Regions from separate parts of the Mus musculus genome. Here region 1 is linked to region 2. A link is a contact called in public HiChIP or PLAC-seq data. All regions are on one chromosome and are shown on one strand. Each heading gives the region's core, a stretch centred on a gene start, on an enhancer-like site or on the middle of the called end of the contact. The rest is flanking DNA. Distances are from core to core; before and after follow the strand shown. Region 1 overlaps Frmd4a (FERM domain containing 4A). Region 2 overlaps Frmd4a (FERM domain containing 4A).

Region 1 (4,246 bases), core at 365-2,864, 180 kb after region 2:
CTTGCTGGTCTTCTCTGGTCTAGACGGACCTGCACCAGCAGACCAGGAGAGATGCAGGCAGGTAATAAAGAAGAAATGCTTTAAATAGCACATGTGTAGAAAGAAAAACTGACTTTCATGAACACAAGCATTCTCTCCCGTCCCTGCTGAGAATCCCCAGAAGCATGATCCCCTAATTACTCTCCATGCCGCCACTGATTGGAAGGAAACTGTAAGTCTCAACTAATCACAGCCCCATTGTTCCCATTTCCCAAGTTAGTTTATTCCATTCAAGAAGACTATGAACTCTGGACAGTCCCAGTTAGACTTCCCGGAGTCAACAGGAGTCAAAGAACTTGCATGTTATCTTAGGCCAGAGAGGAAGAAGCCTATATGCTGAGGATGACAGACCACAGCCCTGAGAGCCAAGAGCAATTGATTAGACGGATGAAAAGGGGAAAGGAGGACACAAAAGCCACACCTCAGAGGCAGGAGGGGCACACCCCAGAGTCTGATGGCCATCCTATAAGCCTTTGTGGGAGCTGAGCTCTCTGGAGTCTCTGCTGGCCTGAGAGCCTGCCTGCCTGGGTGTCTGTGCATTCATTCATGTAACGCACATGTACAGAAGGCCCTCTTGAGAGGAGCATCGTGCTCCCCATAGCAGGAACTCCCAACCATCCTTCTGGCTGGTCTTGAGACTGCACAGGCCCCTAACACCTCCTCCCATATCTGAGTGTGAGGCCATCTCCAGCCATAGCACCAGTAGCCGGCCACCATCATGAAAAAGAGTTGGGCCACCTGTTGGTCACTGAATGCGAGCTGGCAGGTATGTCTGGTGCACTAGGGGACTTACAGCAGGTGTCAGTCCTAGAGAAAGTCAAGCCTCTGAGAGACAGGCCAACTGGACAAGGGCCAGGGTGACTTAGGGGACAGTCCTTGGTGGCCTGATAATACCTGGGCCTACATACATCTCTGGGCCTCTCTGGTAATCGGAACATTTCTCCTTTCCATTTTAAGAAAGGGAAGCACTAAGGTCGCCCCTTGGACTTGTGCCTGGTGGTGCTCTGGGTCTGTGATTCCTAGGTCCAGAAGCATGAGCTTGGCTTTTGCTCTGCTTCTCCATGCCAAGAAGTGCTAACACGACAGTCCCCTGCATGTGTGTGTGTGTGTGTGTGTGTGTGTGTATACGCACAAGTACACACATGCAGCTGCTGATAATCAAACCCAGGACCTCAAGTATCATAACCACAGAGCCACATCCTCATCTCAAAAGGAAACATTTTAATAACTGTGTTCAAATTGAGTAAGTATGTTCCCAAGGTGTTTTTGTTCACATGAGTGTGCACCCACTATACTCTGTTTTACCCACACACAGACACACGTGCATTTGTACTAGCACGCACACACACACACACATCAAAAATGTCTAAATTTTAAAGCACTATTTAAAGATCAAATTTCTCCCAGGGCCTATGCTTCAGAAAGTCTCTAGGTTGTCCAAACTGCCCTCCTTTGCCCAGTCTATCACAAATGGGAACAGTGAAAGATGAATGCCCTCCTTATTTGGACAGAGTGAGTGCAAGTTGAAAGTGACTAAGTGCAATTGAATCCTAAAGGAAATTCCGTGGGACCTGGTGACATTTGAGTAGAGCCTATGGCTTAGGTCATCCAGCAGTGGCCTTGCATCATGGCTCTGCTGAGTTCTCCAGAGTTTGCCAGATGCTGCCGAGGGAAGCTGGGCGGCGGGTGAAGGGAGGCTGTGAGATCTTTGCAGCTCTTCTATAATTATTTCCAAATTAAAAGCCTCAAAACAAAGTAACAACGGAGAAGGAAGAAGTGGGATCAACACTGCAGACTGGTTACGAGCAGCATTCAGTATTCTCAGTCCTGAAGTTTTACACTGTGGGCTGTGGTACTTTATAAATAAATACCAATTATTGGGGGAATAGAGAAGCTTCCAATACCCCACCCCCTTTCTCTGAGGGTTCCATCTAGGCCCCACAAAACGTCATTGCCAGAATTCACACTGACAGGATGGCGGACAACCTATAACCTGAGAGCCCCACATTTTGCTGGATCCCCCTGCTGCCCAGGAAGGGCCGATGCCGACCCTTGAACTTGTCCCCGAGTGCGTGACCTGATCTGTTGGTGATTCCTGTGTCCACAAACACTAGCCAGCTTTCCTCTGCCTTTCCATACCCCACACTTACAGAGTGGCTTGGAACTTACAGCCACTCTGCAGGTCTGAGCCCTGCCTGATTTGAACTGAAAATAGGCAGGTTAACATGTGCTACCACAAGCTGCCACAGACCAATGACAACATTAGTGTGTGTGTGTGTGTGTGTGTGTGTGTGTGTGTGTGTGTGTGTGTATGTGTGTGTGTGTGTGTGTGTTTGCCTGCATTTGTATATGTGCAGCACATGCATGCTGTATCCACAGAGGTCAGAAGAGAGGGTATCGACTCTCCTAGAATAGCGGCTCTCAACCTGCAGGTCCTGACCCCTTTGGGGTCACATATCAGATATTTACATTACGATTCATTACAGTAGTAAATTACAATTATGAAGTAGCAATGAAATAATTTTATGGCTGGGAGTCACGTTAACATGAGGAACTGTATTAAAGGGCCGCAGCATTAAGAACGTTGAGAACCACTGCCCTAGAAGGACTGGCATTGCAGATCGTTTGAACCACCGTGTAGGTGCTGAAAACCAAACCTCGGCCCTCTGCAAGAGCAACGCATACTCTTAACCACTTAGCCATCTCCGCAGCCCCTTAGAATGCTTATTGACTTGTGGCTGGAGCCAGGGTTCCTGTCCAGCTTGGCCACATAGTGGAAGGACCCAAGACACTTTAAACTGACTTTTTTGTCCTTGTTTTGTTTTTTCCGTCAAAGATCCTCCATTGGTTCTGATATAGCCAAGTCCAGAAGTCCTGTTTCAGGGCCGGGAATGTCTTTATGTTCCCTTGACCCAGATCTAAGAACAACTGATTCCACTAGAACTTACAGTAAGGGACATATCCCAGGGACCTGAGACACTGTACAGAGGCTACCTTCCTGAAACATGGTAGAGGGGCTACTTCTGAAGGGCCCAGTCCTACAGAACCAAAGCTGCAGGATCTCCACGACACAGGGCAGCAGCAGGATATCTTGGGGGGAGTCCCAGTGAGGATCCAGTATTGATAATAAATAAATCTTAAATAAATATTTATATGAAAACATTTGTGGGAGAGAAGGCATGTAAATTTAAAATTTACAAATTTAAGGGGGCCATTTCTAACAGGTTGAGGATCAAGGCCTGCCAAGTTCAGATTTAGTCTTCCCTTCTCTATAGGGAATAAAACCGGGGGAGGGGGGGTGGGCGCAAAGGTCAGTTGTGTAGCTTGAGTACTTTCCTAGTGTGCTGAGGACCATGGGCTTGTGCAGCACCACAAAGAGAAACCCAAACAAACAAATAGCATAAATGAAATTTTCATTTATCCAACTGGCATCCATTTAGAGAGTCTTTCCTTATATTTTATTTCTTAAATACTTATAGTGTTAATTTAATTCCCAAATTTTAATATCTAAGTTAACAGCTAGTAGAAGACAAAGGATCCTCTCTTAAAAACCAAACACTAAATAACTTCAGCCAAAATAAGCAGTCGGCAGACCACAAGCTGAGGCAATGATTGTTATTGCAACTAACATTTGTCTCCTGTCCCCAGTTTTATGAATTGCCCCTCAGATGGTATAACTGAATATCCATATTGTTTAGGAATGTTTAGACGTTAGCCATTATTGCACACGTAGTTAGAATGTATTTCACATGCCAGTTAAGAAAATGAGGGGTTCACACAGATCGTTTCACCACATGACCCCTTGAAGTTTGTTAAGAATTTACATTCCATCTCTTCCACAAATGCTTGCACATAAGAGTTTTGCTTAAGTTTTAGAGGGATTGCATGCACTCTGGGACCACAGTCATGTTTAAGAACACAAAGGCAGTCACTTGAGGATTATTTCTTTCAGCTTCTTGTATCACATGTGTGTGCATGTGTGTATGTATCTCCTTTGAGTCAGGTCTTATTGGCCTGGAGCTAACCAGTTAGGCAAGTATGGAGAGCTAGGAATCCCCAGGGATCCAACTATTTCAGGCTCCCAAAAACAGGGCTTTCAAAAGCAGCCCATCACACCTATTTCCTCCTCTTCCTCCTCCTGCTCCTCCTCCTGCTCCTCCTCCTGCTCCTGCTCCTCCACCACCTTCTCCTTTTACTTTCTATTACT
Region 2 (3,811 bases), core at 1,282-3,781:
AATGTTCTGTATGCAATTGTGAGTATGTGACAAGCACACACACAAACATACAGACATATATGAATGCATACATATAAAAATACAAGCACATGCAAACAAACGTACTTATATACAAACACATGTACTTACTCAAACATATACATACATGCAAACATACATTCATACTTATAAACACAAACACATATGTACTCTGATTTTTATATATATACACACACATACATATATATTTATATGTATATATACATACATGTATATTGTATATATGTATATATACATATATGTATATGTTATATACACACATATATATATATTATATACATACACACACACATGTACAGAGATATTCATGCATAGGCACACACATACACCAGACAGGCTCTTTCCTTCTCCCTGTCTCTTTCCACCAGCACTGGTGTCATAAACTGCTTTCTGTCCCACAAGCCATCACCCCCATGCCATCTTTCACACCCTATTGTCAGTGACCTATAATACAGCTTAGACTTGATGCGCCTTGCTTTGGCACATTGAAAACATTGATTTTCCTACAATGCAGTTCACTTCATTCCTCAACGGCTTCACCCAAGACTTTCATGTAAATGTTTTTCTCTGGACTGGAAGGAAATGTTCCAAATAAACAAACAAACCCTCCGTCCGCATGAGCGCTCTAGTCCTTAAGCGTTAAGCCGAGCAGCGTGAGGAGCTGGAGGGTGAGGATGCCTCCCCAGGACTCCAGCCCCACAACTCACTGACGCCTAGCCTGTGGTGTCTTCCCTGGCTGTCCAGGGCCCTCTCGACTGTTCCCTGATGTACATGACCTAGGGTGGCTGTGACCTACTGAAGATGCAGTCTCTGAGATAAACCTGTTCCTGATCCTTCCTCTTCGTCCCATCCTCGCTCAGCCTCCCTCACTTCCCAGTCAACTCTTAGTACATTGTCGACACTGGTCCTGAACCCACTGCTTCACAGAGCCTTTCCCATTCTGCCCTCGTCCCTGCTGTGTGGCTCTTTATCCTCTCCCTGTCACTTGGCTGGCAGAGGACTGTGTAAAACTGGAGGCTGTCACTCATCCTTGTCCCTCCCCTTGGCTCCATCAGTGCCTTATGTGGAACTTGTCTTGGAATCCACAAGGCCCTGGCCTACCGTAGGTGACCTGTCTCTGAGCACTTCTTACTCAACCCCTCTTTGAGTCCCTGAAGCAGGGTCTCACTGCCCCATCTCCATCTCTTTTGGACTGTCGGTGGCCTAGAGTCAAGCCTGGGTGACATGCCAGCAGCAGATCCAGAGACTTTGAAACTGCCCATCTAACCAATCCTGTAGCAGGCAGCTTCTGTAAGGCCATTAAGAGGGTCTCCTTTCTAGACTCTGAAACTGCTGGATGCCCTGTGATGGGTGACCATAGAATAGGCCAAGTTGGACCCCGCAGTTACACAAAGTTACTTTGGTTTACAGTTGAGTTCTGACCTGCCCATCTGTATACTCTGCTCACCTTACTCAAACAGGAAGGCTGTTTCTTCACCAGTTAAACACAAACAATGGAAGCCATTTGGTTCATTGAGGGTAGCCTTTGGAAACCTCCCAGCCCGGTGTCTGGTAACTAAGCAAGCATCCATCCAGTCTCCTCCCCTCAAGTGGTCATATCAGTATGAGTGTCTGTCCCCTCCTGGGAAACATACCTGTGTTTTAATAATGAAAATAAGTAATGGATAATAACGCTGTAGATTCCGTAGGGAACCTGAAATGCAGGGTCTCAGAATTCCATGGATAGACTATCAGATACTTCTGGGCAAACTGACTACTCAGAACCGTGAGGTCATAAGGAAGAGCTGAACATTTATTCTCCAGGGGCTGGGGAGAGCTTCCTAAGTGGGAGGAAACTTTTCTACTTATAGAAAGCATGACCGTGCCCCCGCCACATTGGGGAGGGGGTGGAATGTGCTGGGCCTCAATGTGTGCGGAGTCTGGCTCAGGGTTATTTTGATTTCCATTAACATTCTCTTCTATACGTATTTAACCATAATTGAACACATGTGCTTCTGTTTTATTTGCACTCAGTTCATCAAAGTGTCCCTTACAAGTCTGAACTATACCACCAGAGCCTCTAGTTTTTCAGCGAAACCCCCACTAATACCCCTGGGAAACAGGAAGTTGCATTTACTGAAATATAAATAAATTCAGCTCCCAAGGGCTTTGCCGGGGCTGGGGTCACAGGAGAGGCAACCATGTACTGTATTCTCTCAGAACACAACCCTGGAAGAACAAAACCCTGTAACTCCGGACATATAAGTGTTTGCATCCATCCTTTGTTCAAAGCTGTGACACCTTCTAGTGTGATTGTGGAAAATCAAGAGACCCTACAGACTGGGGTGAATGTCTGAGTATCGGTGCAGATGTAGCCTCTGCTCTGGGGACAAATGACATGTAACCTGAAACCTCTCTCCAAAGATATCCAAGGGCTCCTTCTCTCGCAGCCTCTCCCCTCTCGCTCACCCTCTGCTCGCCCCAACCGCACACATGGAACCAATTATGAACAAAGCCTGATTGTTGTACACTCGGACTTTCCCACGTGGGCCCGCTGCTTTCTTTAACTGCCTCTTAGTGTGTGTCTGCGTGGGAGGACCCTGCCCACCGTTCGTTCCAGCCCAGCACCACAGCTTCCCAGTCCTCCAGGTCTCTCTGCTCTGATTCATTCCTTAACAGCATAAAACCTCTCTTCCCTTCCCGCCCACCCCCATTTCCTATTAGGTTTGTCTGAATAAACAGAACTTTCTTTTCCATCACTCTAAATAAACTGAGCTCAGGGGTTTGTGGAGAATAAAGAAAAGCTAGTTCCCAGCATGGGAGCAACATCAGGCTAAGCCTGGGATCCCCTCAGAGGAAGTGACCGTCACTTCATGAAAACCAGGGCAGACGTGTGTGTGTGTGTGTGTGTGTGTGTGTGTGTGTGTGTGTGTGTGTGTGTATGAGTGTGTATGAGTGTATGTGAATGTGAGTGTATGAGTATGTGTATGTATGAGTGTGTGTGTAGAACTTTTTTCTTTTCCTCAAGAGAAGCAAACAAAAATTCCATTACTTGTGACCTTTCTCTGCAATGGAAGTGAGCTGATTTGAGGAGGTGAATTGATAGGAATGGGGTGGGGGTGTTAACTGGCGATGTAGCCATTACAAATGCTATAGAATGTTAAAACTATAGCCTACTTGAACCACCTGTTGAAATGCCACCTTAATCAGAAAAGAATCGGCTGATGTGGCAGATGTGGATGAAGCTGCGCTTGAGTCTTCTCAAAGCTTTGTGAAACCACACGTGACTTAGTCCTGCTCGCTAGCAGGCATAAAAAGCGAATGTCCTAGAGCAAATGTGGCGTCTCAGCAGGTGAGGGCACTTGCCACCAAACCTGAAGATTTGTGTTTGGTCCCCCGGACTGACGGCTAGAAGGAGAAAACTGATTCCCGGGTATTGTCCTCTGACCGCACCACTACTGGGGAGTTCCCCAAGCCGACACCCCCATGCACACAGGCACACAAAATAAAAAAATAATGTAAAAAATTTAAACAAACAAACAAAAAACAACATTCTAAGCACATTTGCACAAGGTGGGGCACACACAACAACTTTGGTCTGATTCATCTGAACCATGCATACAAAGGTAGCAAAGACAGGTTTCTTTCTCCCACCACAACCCCCACCTCCCTTCCTGTGGACTGCATTCATATAATTAATTTGATGCGTACATTTATTTTCTGTTGGAGGCACTAGTGGGAAAAAACATTCGTGTCTGATGTTCAGTTTCATAGAGGTAATTTATGAATCCAA

What was found. HiChIP or PLAC-seq counts read pairs in DNA pulled down with a chosen protein or histone mark.
Region 1: a contact with region 2 is called in a FOXA1 HiChIP or PLAC-seq map of pancreatic cancer cells. The contact joins two enhancer-like sites. A contact is called at or near these places in 1 of 15 datasets of contacts at CTCF or cohesin (the NIH/3T3 cell line), 8 of 484 Hi-C or Micro-C datasets (the C2C12 cell line, bone marrow-derived dendritic cells, embryonic fibroblasts and 3 more), 12 of 115 datasets of contacts at active chromatin or transcription factors (the NIH/3T3 cell line, bone marrow-derived dendritic cells, bone marrow-derived macrophages and 8 more) and 4 of 9 other capture datasets (adipose tissue, embryonic stem cells, liver and 1 more).

What each region holds. Positions count from the first base shown.
Region 1 is chr2:4,475,882-4,480,127 of GRCm38.p6, forward strand. The region is part of intron 3 of Frmd4a (FERM domain containing 4A); the gene reads left to right. It overlaps Gm39751 (a long non-coding RNA gene), which reads right to left. Exons shown (of 5, transcript XR_865941.3): 4 at 1-29. Among named protein-coding and RNA genes, the nearest start is that of Gm39751, 36 kb to the right of the region's middle. Within about 2 kb of position 1,615, at least 44 of the 459 cell types and tissues checked have an H3K27ac peak or open chromatin away from gene starts, as enhancers often do. A contact at or near this core is called in the C2C12 cell line, the NIH/3T3 cell line, embryonic fibroblasts and 1 more, where this site is marked.
Region 2 is chr2:4,296,465-4,300,275 of GRCm38.p6, forward strand. The region is part of intron 1 of Frmd4a (FERM domain containing 4A); the gene reads left to right. Among named protein-coding and RNA genes, the nearest start is that of Gm39752, 51 kb to the left of the region's middle. RefSeq lists an enhancer at 863-3,811. Within about 2 kb of position 2,532, at least 137 of the 459 cell types and tissues checked have an H3K27ac peak or open chromatin away from gene starts, as enhancers often do. A contact at or near this core is called in the C2C12 cell line, the NIH/3T3 cell line, embryonic fibroblasts and 1 more, where this site is marked.